Regions from separate parts of the Mus musculus genome. Here all the other regions are linked to region 5. Evidence: chromatin contacts called from public Micro-C and promoter capture Hi-C data. All regions are on one chromosome and are shown on one strand. The core of a region is the stretch at or near the end of the contact, and the rest is flanking DNA. Distances in the headings are between cores, read along the strand shown. Region 1 holds the start of Tmem159 (transmembrane protein 159). Region 2 has its middle 21 kb from the start of Zp2. Region 3 holds the start of Hs3st2 (heparan sulfate (glucosamine) 3-O-sulfotransferase 2). Region 4 holds the start of Anks4b (ankyrin repeat and sterile alpha motif domain containing 4B). Region 5 holds the start of Eef2k (eukaryotic elongation factor-2 kinase).

Region 1 (2,700 bases), core at 61-2,560, 740 kb before region 5:
GTCACTGTGGGTGTGGGCTTAAGATCCTCACCCTAGTTGCCTGGAAGTCAGTCTTCCATTAGCAGCCTTTGGATGAAGTCATAGAACTCTCAGCTCTGCCTGTGCCATGCCTGCCTAAATGCTGCCATGCTCCTACCTTGATAATGTACTGAACCTCTGAACCTGTAAGCCAGCCCCAGCTAAATGTTGTTTTTTGTAAGACTTGCCTGGGTCATGGTGTCTGTTCACAACAGTAAAACCCTGACTAAGACAGACCTGTTTAGTAGCAGACAAGTACCTGGGCTTGCCCTTCTCCCCATTTAATGGGTAAAGAAGACGTGGCTCAGAAAGGTAATTTCAGCACACAGTCACACAGTCGTAGCCAGACTTGGGCCCTGAGATGGGGCCTCCACAGCCCCAGCCTGTAGTTTTCTGCTCTAAGCTCAAAGACAGTGCTTCTGACCTTGCCACATCCCCAACCCCTGGGAAGCATTTTAAGTTATCACAGCTGGGAGGGGCTGTTAATGTGTTTGTTTTTATTTCGTGGGTGGAGCCCAGGAATGTTACCAAGCAGCCCACAGTGCTCACAGGACATCTCAGAAACAGATTCATCCCATCTTAAATGCCAGTATTGACATTGAGTAACGAACGAGGCACCTCAGACTTGGAACCAGCAAACATGGGTGTCTCTATCACGGGTCCTTGAGACGAGGATTTGAGTTTATTTGTGAACTTAATCCTTCTAGCTCTTCCTTCGTTTTTGTCTTCAAAACTGTAAAACGGAGATAATCCATCTCTAAGATTCTCTAACTGCTAACACTTGCATTTGCGTAATGACTAGGACCTTCCAGTACAGGAGGTACCTAACTGATTGACTGGTATGACTTGAACTCTGGGGGCAAATCCAGAACTAGTTCTGTCTCTAAAACCCCTTCTTTGGTTGCCAGTTCTCCTAAGATGTGGCCCCAGAACTTTCACTCCAAGCCACTGCTGTAGGAAGAGACTGTCTCCAAGCGCTCATTTACTCGTTAGTCATCCTCTAGAATCCAGAAGTTTGTGGGGGTTGTTCCTAGAGTGTGTAGGAAGAAGAAGCAGGGTGGCCTAGCAAAGGTGGCAGCCGCGCGGCTAGCCATCTAGATACCGGATCCTTCCCAGTCGGGCTGGGTAGGCAGGGCGGGGACCCAAGCCTGGACAGATGGTCAGCGTCAGAGCTCAGCAAGGAAGAGTCGAGGGGCGGAGCCTCTGCGAGGGGCGGGGCAGAAAGGGCGGGGCTTCGGCCTTAGAGGAAGAGCGCTTGCTGGTGAGGAGGAGGAGGTCCAGCTTTCACCCCTAATCAGGCCTGCGTCCCTTCTTGTCTTCCTTCCACTTCGCTTTGCGCCCTCTGTGGCTGCAGGGCGGGGTTTCGCGGCAGCCAGCACCAGGTGAGAGCAAAGATGGGGTGTGGAGTAGAGGACCCCGGCTGGCTGAAGCCTCCCAGCTCGGCCTGGGAAGCGGAGGAGTTCAGGGGCGGTCGCGGGAGAAAAGCACTAGCTTCCTTCGCCTGTTGTTGCCGTCGGCTTCTGGGTTGGTGATGAACTTTGTCGCCTGGAGTTGCTGGGCGCGGGTAGGAGCTCATGGGGAGATCTCATCCACCATTTCCAGCCATCCCGTGCTTACCCACTAGTAGCTAGATTGGGGGCCGGAGGTGGGGGACGTGCGGGGAAGGCCACCAATGCCAACCCACGCAGAGGTCCTACTTCCTCTTGGGAAACGTGCATGGGAAGATGTAAATAAAGTCTTGTCTCGGCGTCCGCACCTTTTCCCTAGGATTGGTCAACAAGGGTGCTATTCGCCACAGCAGGAGGGAGCTACAGGTGTCAAAGGTGGGTTTGCCCCAGATGATCAGTGACGAGATGCCCAATTCCCCTGAGTTCGGATCTCCTAGTTTCTATGCCCCGTAGTCGTGATCAGACCCCCATCTGCATCACACCGGTTTCCTCCATGGATCCCTAGCCTTAGAACAGAAAGTCTCAACCCTCATCGGAAATGGGGACCAGGATAGATTCCCAGGCGCCCCGAAGGCCTGCCCCCATCTGGGGATTCGACCGGACCCGCAGCTGGAACGTTCGCGGTGGCGGTTTGCTTGCAAGACGCGAGAGTCCGGAGGCAAAGCTTTATTTGGAATCTTAGAAGGGGCGGAGCACGATCTTAGAGAACCTGGTTAGGCCCCCTAAAACGGAGAGTAGGCGGGGCACCTCTAGGCTGGTTGGGGTGGTGCCTTCCCACCTTCCCTGTGATGCTGCTCTGAAGAGGACCCTAGAAGGAGTAGATGGTCAGAAAATTGGTGGCTAGGTAGATGAGTGTGCCTGACTGCGGTCCTCCTCCGCATTCTTCCTACCCTAGCTTTCAGCAGACTCCCCAGACCGGTTCCGTGGCATTTGCATGTTTCCCAGGCCAAAGACGAGTTGTAATGGTGTATTTTGACTTGTAGCCCGCTGTAGAAATGTGATTAGGTAAACTGAAGCCTGGGGCCATCTAAATTCAGCACTAACTCGGAGCTGCTGCTTTAACAACATAAATAATGGTGCTGACGTTGGTTCTCCCCTGACCAAGGGGAGAGAATCTTTAGCTGGTGTGATGGAGGTGTGCATACTAGGCTCTGTAGTGTAGACACTGGTAAGGTGTGTTTGCACATAATGGGCAAGTGGTATATTCAGTCATTTGGGGCACTGTGATAGAATC
Region 2 (2,700 bases), core at 23-2,522, 720 kb before region 5:
TTCTTCCTGATAGGGAACTTCTATAATGACTTCTATATAGTCAAATATGACTTCAAATTCTAGCTCCTTCTGCTCCAGCCTCTGTATAGTATAGATTATATTTGGATTATATTGTAATCTACGCCCAGATCAGATTTAGGATTGTTGTGACTCACAGCCAAAGGTCTGGGGACAGGAAGGCCACTTAAGAATCTGCAAAGGCTGGGGACACGGGATGGCTGTGGGTTTGGCTTACACTTGGCGGAAGGGGATGAAGATCTTTCTTGTGTGGACATCTAGAGGTGTTGGTTGGTTGGTTGGTGTAGGTGGAAAAGAAAAGGGGAACACAAAGTTGACATCTAGATATTTAGCTCTAACCAGTGGGTGGTGGTAGCTAGTGATACTATTTCCTGAGATGGGGACTATGTGGAAAAGCCTACATCCCAGATTGCCCCTATTAGTCCAGCTATGTCATCTGACACCAAGAAGATGTTCCAAGTAGATTGCTGGCTTAGAGCAGGGTCTCAGCTGGGACACAAGATTTGGGCATATTTACAGTGCTTTGCGCAACCCGTCCGGGGAGGCTTCTCAGCTACTAGGCAAGAGCTTTTCAAAACACATTTCTGATTATGTAAACACTCTTGCTCCAGACTCAGCCAAGTTCAAATGCTTTTCCACAGCACTTAGAAGCACTAGACCCTCCTGTTCATGAGCAGACCAATTGTTTTCCTCGGCCTGCTTATTGTTCTTAAGCATCAGCATTTAGTTCACAGAAAGGAAGCCAAGGTTTGGCGATTAAGTGACTCTCTGAATTCATCCAGGAAGCACGGCATCTAAATCAAGACTAGGTTAACTTAGCCTCATGCCATAGAAGCTGCTGGCCTTTTATACACAATCTGAAGAATAGCTCACTGGAAAGGCGACCAGGGCCCACGCAAGAGAACTTTAGCTTTACACAGTAAATAATTTTACCTTTCTGTCCAGAAAAGTTTGTTTTGTTTAGCTTTGAGCACTTGCTGTGTGCTGAGTGCTGTCTCCAGTCTGCATGCTTCCAGTCAGTGCAAACTCCTGTCCACTTTAAAGGGGAGGAAGTGTAAAGGTTGAGATCTTTGGCTGCCTAAGAGCAGTTTGGGATGTGGGACTCAAACACAGGTTGCCTGCTTGAAAAACTCACCCCCGGAACCAGTATGAGTTCCTCTACCTGCCTTTGAGGTCTTTTGGGGTAGGTATGTGTTCCCAGGCATGTGAAGTTCCCAGGCAGCAGAGTGTCCATGACCTTTGTTGTTACGTAGAATGGCTCCAGGGGTCACTGGTTTCATATTGTAAATGTTTAGTTTCCCATGGAGTAGTGCCCATAATAGCAGTGTGTCAAAAACCATCTCTTTGTGGCTTCCATTGAAACCATGGGTGCTGTAGCTTCCACCTGGAGATGGAGAGAGAGAGAGAGAGAGAGAGAGAGAGAGAGAGAGAGAGAGAAAGTGCCATCCTCCCCCACTCACCCGAAGTTTGTTTTTAAGCCAGTAGAGGGAGCCAACATCACAGCCAACTGAAGCCAGCCACCAGATTACAGACCAGCTGTGAAAGCAGAGCGACTGAGTGACTGGCCCTGCTTTGACTGTGGCAGGCACAGTGTGAGCTTTGGCACTGTCTACTCCCCGAGAAGCCAGGTGGAAAGCATCTTCTCCACCATCCCTGATGTCATCAGCAAGCCTGAGACCCAGGGAGGACAACAGTTGACCCAGGGCCATGCTGCAAGTCTCCAGTCTATAGCACTGACTTTGTGTCATGTTTCCTGGCTCCTGAGTTCAGGAGCTAAGACACTGCAGTACTATCTGGTCTGAACCAAGCTTCTTTTCATAGTTGGTCCTTGGTTTCTGTGGGTTCTGTGTCCTTGGATTCAACCAAGCATGGATGAAGAGTATCTGAAAGAAAAGTGTGTCTGTGCTGGACATTCACAGGCTTTTTATTGTTATTTCCTAGTTGATACAACAAGCCTTTACATAGCACTCACAGTTATTAGGTCTTAAAATCACTATTCTAAGTAATGAGGTATGTGTAGGTTTTATACTAATATGGCTTCTTCTATAAGAGTGTGGTGTGACTTTATCTGGAGAAACATGAGAAAATGTCTACTCTCAGATATGACATAACTGTTACTTCTAGGGGTTTGGATTGGGTTCGTTTTCTCTGCCAATTAAAGAATTAAAAGGCAAAAAAAAAAAAAAAAAAAAAAAAAAAAAAAAAAAAAAAAAACTTGAGAACAACGGGAAGCAGCAAAGGAAATCTGAGACTCAGCTGGTGAAGAAAGAATTTTATTAAAGGTAAGGAAATTTGAGCTCGAGAGCGCACACACACACACACACACACACACACACACACACACAGCAGACCAGTCTGATAAGTTCAAGGTCTGGTTAAACAAAGTTGTGGGTCTGTCAGCATCCCTTTGTTTAAACTGACCAACTCTAAATTAAGGAAAGGAGAATACCCCATCCCCATTCCAGCTAACCAAAGACCCTTAAAGCCCCCAGCCCCTCAGGCTTCAGGAGAGGGGCACGGGCGTGCGCGTGCGTGCGTGTATGCCTGTGAGTGTGTGTGTGTGTGTGTGTGTGTGTGTGTGTGTGTGTGTTGGGGGATTACTGGCCAGAAAGGAAGCCCTCTAGGTCTTTGTCTCAAGCTGCTAGGTCCTTTTCACAGGTCAGGATGGTAAGGAAGAAGCCA
Region 3 (2,700 bases), core at 37-2,536, 550 kb after region 5:
TATATGTATTAGAAACTAGTCCCTACAGCAGAGAGCTTGATCTAAGTTTTCTAGGGATGGGCTTGGTTTAGAAACAGAGCATATTTCCCAGTTTGAGCAAGAATACACAGACCTTGTCCTGAAGTCATCGTCAGTCTAACGGAAGCTGAGGGGGGTGGTGGGGTCATACAGCCATCTTGTGAGGGTCTTCTCTTTGGGAACACTGGTCCAGGTTTTTAGGGGATGTAAATCCCACCTGGAATGCAGGGTTCTAACCAGCTAGGGTTGGTCACTGGGAGCTGTTCTGAAGACAACCTCTTGACAATCATTAGATGTAGAAGTGCTCTGTCCTTTATTTCCTCCTGCTTTGTCACTGTGAGGAAACCAGTTATATGCTGACCCTTATATAGCGTCTGGTACCCTGGACAGCTCCCTGGGGAGCAGGCCACCGCTAGGGGGCGGCCGCCAAGAGATGAATAAGTCTGAGGCTCTGGGGCTAGCTTGATTTCCAGGCCCAGTAAGGGGGCGGGGGGGGGGGGCGGGAGTCGGGGTGTGTGTGTGATGAGGTGGTGTGCAAATTGGATAGAGGTTTGTGCTCCATGGGTGCGAGACAGAGTGAGTCGCCTGGGTGTGAGTCAGCATGCGGGTGCTAGGGGGCTCGGTAACTAGTCACGGAATCTCACTCTCCTCCACCCATCCATTTTGCACTGTGCGCCCAGGTCCCATGCGTGTGCGCACCCTGCACGATGCCAGATTCCAGGCTGTGTGTATTGGTTCGGCGAGATGGCTGGGGATGGGGTGTGTCCTTGTTGTGTTCCTATCTTCGGGTTAGGTGTATTCTTCTCTCCACCCTCTGTGGGGTGTTGAGGAGTGTCCGGATTAGAGTGAGCTTGTTCCTGTGCTAGTGTATGTGTGGTGCATGTGTGGGTAAGTGTAGTGGAACCGAGTATCAGGGTTGGGTGCTTGCATGAACACCCGGGTCTATGTGTAGGGTGGGTGTTGGCGTAATCTCAGGTGTCCAGAGGCCGGAGTGATGGGGGTGTCTAATCTCCCACAGGAGTACAGGACATACCTGCCCACCCTCCCTTCACCTCCCCAAGCTGGTCAAGGCTCCGTAGGGAGCAGTCCTCATGGGGAGAACCTGGGGAGGTGTTGTACCTGAGAGGAATAAGAGAGTCAGGGTGCAAGGGGCGGGCCAGGTCCCCGGGTGCGGCGCGGGCTCGGGGGACCCGCGCGGCTGACGTCAGGCGACTCCTTAAATAGAGCCGGTAGCGCGCTCCACTCGGCATTTCCCGAGGAGCCAGAACGCGGCCGGCGCCAGCGCCACCGTCCGGTCCGCTCATCCTCCCGCCGGCACTGCCGCGCGGCCACAGAGCGTCCCCAGAAAGGCGCTCGGAGCATCCGGAATGGGGCTTCGGGCGCTGGGCGCGCTCCGAACCCGACGCGCGTGAGAATCGAAGAGCGCCGGGAGCCGCCCGGCTGTCCAGAGCCCTCATCGCTTAATACCGGGAGATGCTGGCAATGCAGCCACCTGGTCCCCGAGGAGCCACCGTACCCGGGACCCCCGGGCACGGTGCTTGCCCAGGCCAGCTGCCCCCAGAGGAGATGATATCCCTTACGCCCAACGCGCACAGCGGGGACAGCGCCACGCGAGCCCTCTAGGCAATCGCAGAGCCACGCAGCAGCTCCGCCGCAGGTGCCACCTCGGAAACCATGACCCCCGGCGCGGGCCCATGGAGCTATGGCCTATAGGGTCCTGGGCCGCGCGGGGCCACCTCAGCCGCGGAGAGCGCGCAGGCTGCTCTTCGCCTTCACACTGTCCTTGTCCTGCACTTACCTGTGTTACAGCTTCCTGTGCTGCTGCGACGGTCTGGGCCAGAGCCGCCTGCTCGGCGCACCGCGTTGCCTCCGCGGCCCCAGCGCAAGCGGCCAGAAACTTCTGGCGAAGTCCCGCCCGTGTGATCCCCCGGGGCCGACGCCCAGTGAGCCCAGCGCTCCCAGCGCGCCCGCCGCTGCCGCTCCAGCACCGCGCCTCTCCGGATCCAATCACTCTGGCTCCCCGAAGCCAGGCACCAAACGGCTGCCCCAAGCCCTCATTGTGGGCGTCAAGAAAGGGGGAACTCGGGCGGTGCTGGAGTTTATCCGCGTGCACCCGGACGTGCGGGCCTTGGGCACTGAGCCCCACTTCTTCGACAGGAACTACGGACGAGGACTGGACTGGTACAGGTAAGAGGGTCACGACAGCTCCACTCTGAGCTTTGGGTTCGCTCCATCCTTAGAGTAATTCCTTGCCTGTCTTAAACCGGCAAGTGGATTGTGGGGTGACTACTGTAGAGGGTCCACCCAGAACTTCCCGGAGACTGACTCTTCATGACGCTCTTTGAAGCGCAAAGGGAAAGAGTATTCCTCTTGTCCCTGGGGTCTCTGGAAGGTAGGGGACATTTCTAGTCAAAACTAGGTGCTGGCTGGAGGGCTGCCTTCTTTGTCCAGTTTTTAGGGCGGTTGGAGCTGGTTCCCTAAGGCAAAAGGCTCTACTCCTACCCCTAAGCTGATCTTCCCTGGCCTGTGTGGCACCTGCAGTTGAGAAAGGGAAACCACCACAAAGGCCCTGTGTGGTGATTTCTGCCTGGTAGGTACCCATTCTTAGGGCAATATGAGAGTGTGTCCTGAGTTCTCGCAATGAGGAGAATGCCAGTCTCTGCTGTAAATATTCGCTATGTT
Region 4 (2,700 bases), core at 35-2,534, 670 kb before region 5:
CCGAAGGAAAGGTCATCCAGAGACTGCCTTACCTAGGGATCCATCCCATCTGCAGACACCAAACCCAGACACTATTGCTGATGCCAAGAAGCACTTGCTGACAGGAGCCTGGTATAGCTGTCCTCCTGAGAGGCTCTGCCAGAGCTGGGAGCAGTACAGATGTGAATGCTCACAGTCAAACCATCAGATTGAGCACAGGGACCACAATGGAGGAGTTAGGGGAAGGACTAAAGGAGCTGAAGGGGTTTGCAACCCCATAGGAGGAACAACAATATGAACCAACCAGACCCACCAGAGCTCCTAGGGACTAAACTACTAACCAAAGAGAACACATGGAGGTACCCATGGCTCCAGCTGCATATGTAGCAGAGGATGGCCTTATCTGGCATCACTGGGAGGGGAGGCCCTTCGTCCTGTGAAGGCTTGATGCCCCAGCATAGGGGAATGCTAGAGAGGTGGGGCAGGAGTAGGTAGGTGGGATAGCACCCTTATGCAAGCAGGGGAAAGGGGAGATGGAATAGAGGTTTTCGGAGGGGAAACTGGGAAGGGGATAATATTTGAATTGTAAATAAACAAAATAACCAATTAAAAAACCCTAACATCAATTCCTCTCTTTCCTATAGCCTGGGTATTGCTACTTGAATCATTTAAAAATATCTATAAATATTAATCATATACATATATATGTATATATAATGACATATGTGTATTTATGTATAATAGAAATATTTATAAAAGATTTTTAAAAAAGAAAGTGCTGTTTCCTTTTTGTGACACTCTCTAGACCAAGCTTTTTTGTGGCAGTTCCTGGAGAGTGACCTGTTTGTCTTCTGGCCTGTCAATCGGCCTTCTCTCCTCCATGTTATAGCAAAGATTTCACAACTGTAAATTTACTAAGATCTTTTATTTTATACTTCAAATGGCTAAATTCAAGTTGTACAAATTAGACCCCCTAAAATCTATTAAAACACCCCTTCTCCCACCCAAGTGAACTTAAACAGTTCAGAGTTTTTTGAGATTATTTCCCATATTCTGTGAGTGGGTGGTCAGTATCACATCTGACACTAGTTAATGGACACAGTAAAGATTAAACGTGCTTCACCACACTCATGACACACCTGTCAGGCCTCAGTGGTCATTGCCATGGTTGGTCCCCAAAGGAAAGGCCCAAGTCCAGGATTGCAGGTCTTCCTGGCTGGCTGCCTTCCAAGGAGCAAGGCCGGAGTGAACTTTGGCCTGGGGTGATACTCCCCGTCACTGATTAACCAGCCCTGTTGGAAGACTGTGTTACCAGCTCTGCCTAGACAAAGACTCCTACCTGGCCAAGCTCTGGTGGGCAGAAAAAATGTCTACCCGCTATCACCAAGCAGCGAGTGACAGCTACCTGGAACTTCTGAAGGAGGCCACCAAGCGTGATCTGAATCTCTCAGATGAGGATGGCATGACACCCACTCTCCTGGCAGCCTACCACGGCAACCTCGAGGCCCTAGAAATAATCTGCAGTAGAGGGTGAGTGATTCCTGTTAGGGTATCCTGGGTGGGGAGTACCACACCGGCAGTAAGAGACAGAGACATCCACGAAGACATTTTACTTCTTTCTAGGCTCCCTAAGTCTTTGGCTTTTAGAGAAAGAGTCAAGACTAAGCTAGGTATGGTTTCTTTCCCTGTGAAAACAGCCATTTAGGAGTCACTCAGGCAGAGGGGTGGGGGTAGGCATTGGAACTATATGCCCTGAAAGTCATATCCATGGAATTGAAATGGTTAACTCCTTAAAAAGAGGTCACCATGCTTTTTGGTTCAGTCATCCTCCTTGGTTAGGACATGGCTTTATTTTACGTTTTCAATTGTGTCACTAAAAACTATCTTTTATGAACACTCGGCCTTGGTGTAAGCTGAATTTTTGAATGAAATTTCTGGCTTTACAAGCTATAAAATGAGTCTTCAATCTTCACACACACACATACACACACCATCCCTTACCTTTAAATTCAAGTCTTTGCTAACTCTTTTATTCTGCTTGTCCTGCTCATTGCCAGAGGGCTAGTCAGGGTAGGCAGCTACGACTTAAGATGGGCAGAAATGGAGCGAAAGAGGAGTCTGGGAGAATGAGAGGAGTGGGAGTGGGAGGACGGGAGGGGAGGTAAAGAGTAAGAGAGCCAAGTGATTCCAGGACAGTGCATATTTAGCATCTGGCAGGTGACAGTCCACCTCTCCTCCTTCTCTCTCCTTCTTCCTCTTTCTCTTTCTTCCACTCCTTCCTCCTCTGATTCCAATTCTTCTCATATATTTTTGGTGCTGCCCAGATGGTGCTGATCAACAGAACATCCTAGTGTTCCTGTGGCAATCAGATCTGAGAGGGGAAGCCAAGCGAGCGGCTTTGGGTAGATGTGATAAAGCTCGTGCCAGGGAAGGGAAATTAAGCTGACATTAGAAAGACAAGGAGCTGATCGAGGTGGAGGGAAGTGTTTTCCCCCTAAGGCAGAACACTGTGCATTCCGAGGATGGAAGACATTGAGCTTGGCTGGACCTGACCTGCACAGGGACAGAACCTAAGCCATAAGACCAGACTATCAGGAGCCTTGAGAATTCTGCTGAGAACTTCAATCTTCTCCTGAGAGCCTAGACACCACACCCTCTATTTACAAAGGAGGCCATCAGATAGATTTATGCTTATGAATATTGTTCTGGTGATTGTACAGT
Region 5 (2,700 bases), core at 47-2,546:
ATATTATGGTGTTTCTCCTGTCAGTAAGTCTATTAACAGTTGCTTTATTAAATGAAATAGATCACACCCTTTCCTAACTGTGTCCCTGGGCAAGATACATTCTTTATAAGTCTCAGTCCTATGATCTGTACAATACAGCTAGTCGTGCCTGCATACCTTATATAGCTGACTGCAGCTGGATGGACAAATAGCTCAAAATGTGCAACTGTTTAGATTTTTACTCTAAAGTATACGGTGAGATATGACCTCAAAGTACACATGCCTGCCTCCACTGGTTTTCAGTCTTTACATCTTCCAAGGGCTACCTTCCTTCCATGCACTGCACCAGATTTGAGTTTTGAGAAAGGGCTTCACCATGTAGCCCAGGCTGGCCTTGCTTTTCTGGGGACTGCAGAGGTCTACCACCATGCCCAAGTTCCCACCCATTAAGCACTATGTGCCAGGCCCTAGGCTCAGAGTTAGGAATACTGTGATTTTTCCCTCCAGAGAGTCCAGGAAGGCTTGACAAAGATTTTTCTTTTTTGTTTTTGTTAAGACAAAGTTTCTCTGTGTAACAGCTCTGGCTGTACTGGAACTCCCTCTGTAGACCAGGCTGGCCTTGAACTCACAAAGATCCTTCTGTGTCTGCCTCCTGAGTGCTGGGATTTGCCACCACCGCCCGGCCCTGATAAAGTTATTAATTAAAAATTATAGAAATAGTTGGAATTGTCAGGTAGGCCGAACTGTATAAATTTAAACCGAATATATGTTTATATACAAATATTAAATTTAAACAAAAATATATAGGTTATATATTAAATATTTACATATACGTGTATAATTTTCTATACTTATATTTATAAATTTATATGTAAATATTAAATACATATGTGCTTACCATGAATTTGGATTCTTTATGAGTTTTTAACACAATTTTTGTTGTTTTGCCCCCTCCTGCTCCTTCGTTACCCCTCCCTCTCTTGAAAGTGTTAAATTTCTTCAAAATTATGTCATGAAATCCTTAAGATTTCCCTTTTTTTTTTTTTTTTTGAGACAGGTTTTCTCAGTGCAGCCCTGGAACTCACTGTGTAGACGACCAGGCTGGCCTTGAACTCAGAAATCCGCCCGCAGTCTGTCTTCCAAGTGCTGGGGTTAAGGGTATGCGCCACCAGACACACAGCATGAAATCTAACGTTAGACCCAGGTGTCTAGGAAGCGTTCAACAGGCGGGGGAGCCAGAAGACAACACGGCGGCTGCATGGAGGTGATGGCCACCCGGGGACGGCCACGTGAGCCCGGGCGTGCGCCCCGTGCGTCAGTCCCGCCCCAGCCCTGGTCCCAGCCTCCAGCCTCCAGCTCCAACCCCAGCGGCAGCAGCCCCAACTCCAGCCCGTGCTCGGCTCCAGCGCTCCGACGTCTTCAGGCGCCCCACTGCGGCTGCGGGCCTGGCTCTCTGTCGCCTGCGCTTTGTACCGGGGATTCTCCTCCCTCCCTGCACCCTGGAGCGCCCGGCCGCCAGCCTTTGCCAGCTCCTTGGGATCCTTGCGGCCGTGGGCAGCAGCTGTCGCGCCTGCCACACTGTGGGAGGTAGGTGACGGGAAGATGGGGAGCCCGCGCGTCCCGCTGCAGCAGCCCCCCGAAAGGCCACTGGGGCGCTTCTCTGGTTGCAGAGCTTCCCCCGAGGCTCAGTGTTTGCGTCTGTAAGGAAGGAAAGAAAGACGTTGGCAAGCGGTGAGCGCAGTTCTGGTTGCACCAGGCAGCGCACGCGGGCCTCCGCCCGGGTCTCCTCTGTGCCTCGGCGAGCCCGCCTGTCCCCCTGAAACGCCCAAGTAACATTTCCCCTCGCCGGGTTCCCCACACTAGAGGCCTATGCGGGCCTCAGTTCTCGGAACCTCGAGGTCTGAGCTGCATACGCCCTTGCAGCATTGTTGGTTGAGGGAGTTGGGGTGTTGGCAGGCGTTGGAGACTTGTGCGCCAAGGGGCTGAGCATTCGTATGCAGTTGGTGGCGCGGGGGCGGGGACCTCCTGGGTGAGCCCTGGGCCAAAACTAGCTAGTGTCGGCTAAGGGGATTGCGGGAAACCTGCCCAGCTGCGCCCTGTGTGTGACTGATCGCGTGCGTTTCGGAAGAGTGAGATCTGACTTGGGAATTCTCCTTGGGGGAGTATTTCTGCGTCCTCCGCGATGAGGCGCTCCCTGGCTTGGGACCACTGAACAGATATTACGGAGGAGAAAGCCGAGGTCCAGAGTGGACCCCAGATCCTCAGAGGCCAGGTAGGGAATGTAGAGTAAGTAAACAAGGATTGTGAGTGTAGGGGTTAAGAGTGAAGTTTTGGGAAGACTTCCCGGGGAAGGTGCTGTTTGCTCTGTGAGGAGGACGAAGCCAGTGGAGGGAGTGGGTCCAGGCCGTGTTCAAACCCCGACCTTAGACAGCTAGCTCTTCACCCCTCTCTGCTGCGGCAACAGTTCCTGGGAAAGGAAGGCTAGCGGGGAGCGACTCCTTTGTTCCAAAGAACTGGGTTCTTTTGAGAGTCTGAGCGCGTTAGGCGTGACTTTCCTGAATGGCTCATGCCACGCTGTTTCACAAACATAGTATTTTCAAACCTTTTACCCTGCACTGATCAGACTCGCCCCAAGAGATCTTGTCATCCACAGCTGGCAGCTGTTAATTCCCCCCTGGGAACGGCCTGTAGGAACCTAGGGGTGCACGGCAGGATCGAGTT

The links. Promoter capture Hi-C pulls out the DNA fragments that hold promoters and counts their contacts. Hi-C and Micro-C count contacts between places; a contact is called where the count stands out from the background.
Region 1: a contact with region 5 is called in a promoter capture Hi-C map of neural stem cells. The contact joins the promoter of Tmem159 here to the promoter of Eef2k in region 5. A contact is called at or near these places in 4 of 39 promoter capture datasets (cranial neural crest, hippocampal neurons, liver and 1 more), 4 of 484 Hi-C or Micro-C datasets (the HL-1 cell line, nephron progenitors and uterus), 5 of 115 datasets of contacts at active chromatin or transcription factors (astrocytes, craniofacial prominence, embryonic fibroblasts and 2 more) and 2 of 9 other capture datasets (adipose tissue and liver).
Region 2: a promoter capture Hi-C map of cranial neural crest shows a contact between it and region 5. The contact joins the enhancer-like site here to the promoter of Eef2k in region 5. A contact is called at or near these places in 4 of 39 promoter capture datasets (3T3-L1-derived adipocytes, cranial neural crest, frontonasal cranial neural crest and 1 more) and 5 of 115 datasets of contacts at active chromatin or transcription factors (craniofacial prominence, embryonic forebrain, embryonic midbrain and 2 more).
Region 3: a Micro-C map of embryonic stem cells shows a contact between it and region 5, with 2.8 times the contacts expected there. The contact joins the promoter of Hs3st2 here to the promoter of Eef2k in region 5. A contact is called at or near these places in 1 of 39 promoter capture datasets (stem cell-derived epiblast-like cells) and 2 of 484 Hi-C or Micro-C datasets (both in embryonic stem cells).
Region 4: a contact with region 5 is called in a promoter capture Hi-C map of liver, with 2.5 times the contacts expected there. The contact joins the promoter of Anks4b here to the promoter of Eef2k in region 5. A contact is called at or near these places in 2 of 39 promoter capture datasets (hippocampal neurons and liver).

The regions. Positions count from the first base shown.
Region 1 is chr7:120,101,116-120,103,815 of GRCm38.p6, forward strand. It overlaps Tmem159 (transmembrane protein 159), which reads left to right and starts at 1,311. Exons shown (of 5, transcript NM_145586.1): 1 at 1,311-1,400.
Region 2 is chr7:120,123,414-120,126,113 of GRCm38.p6, forward strand. No RefSeq gene overlaps it. Among named protein-coding and RNA genes, the nearest start is that of Zp2, 21 kb to the right of the region's middle. Within about 2 kb of position 1,273, at least 53 of the 459 cell types and tissues checked have an H3K27ac peak or open chromatin away from gene starts, as enhancers often do. A contact at or near this core is called in fibro-adipogenic progenitors and hippocampal neurons, where this site is marked.
Region 3 is chr7:121,391,010-121,393,709 of GRCm38.p6, forward strand. It overlaps Hs3st2 (heparan sulfate (glucosamine) 3-O-sulfotransferase 2), which reads left to right and starts at 1,287. Exons shown (of 2, transcript NM_001081327.1): 1 at 1,287-2,205. The coding sequence starts at 1,721.
Region 4 is chr7:120,172,574-120,175,273 of GRCm38.p6, forward strand. It overlaps Anks4b (ankyrin repeat and sterile alpha motif domain containing 4B), which reads left to right and starts at 1,285. Exons shown (of 2, transcript NM_028085.2): 1 at 1,285-1,509. The coding sequence starts at 1,346.
Region 5 is chr7:120,841,535-120,844,234 of GRCm38.p6, forward strand. It overlaps Eef2k (eukaryotic elongation factor-2 kinase), which reads left to right and starts at 1,297. Exons shown (of 18, transcript NM_007908.4): 1 at 1,297-1,566. It overlaps Gm36449 (a long non-coding RNA gene), which reads right to left and starts at 1,977. Exons shown (of 2, transcript XR_378468.3): 1 at 1,065-1,977.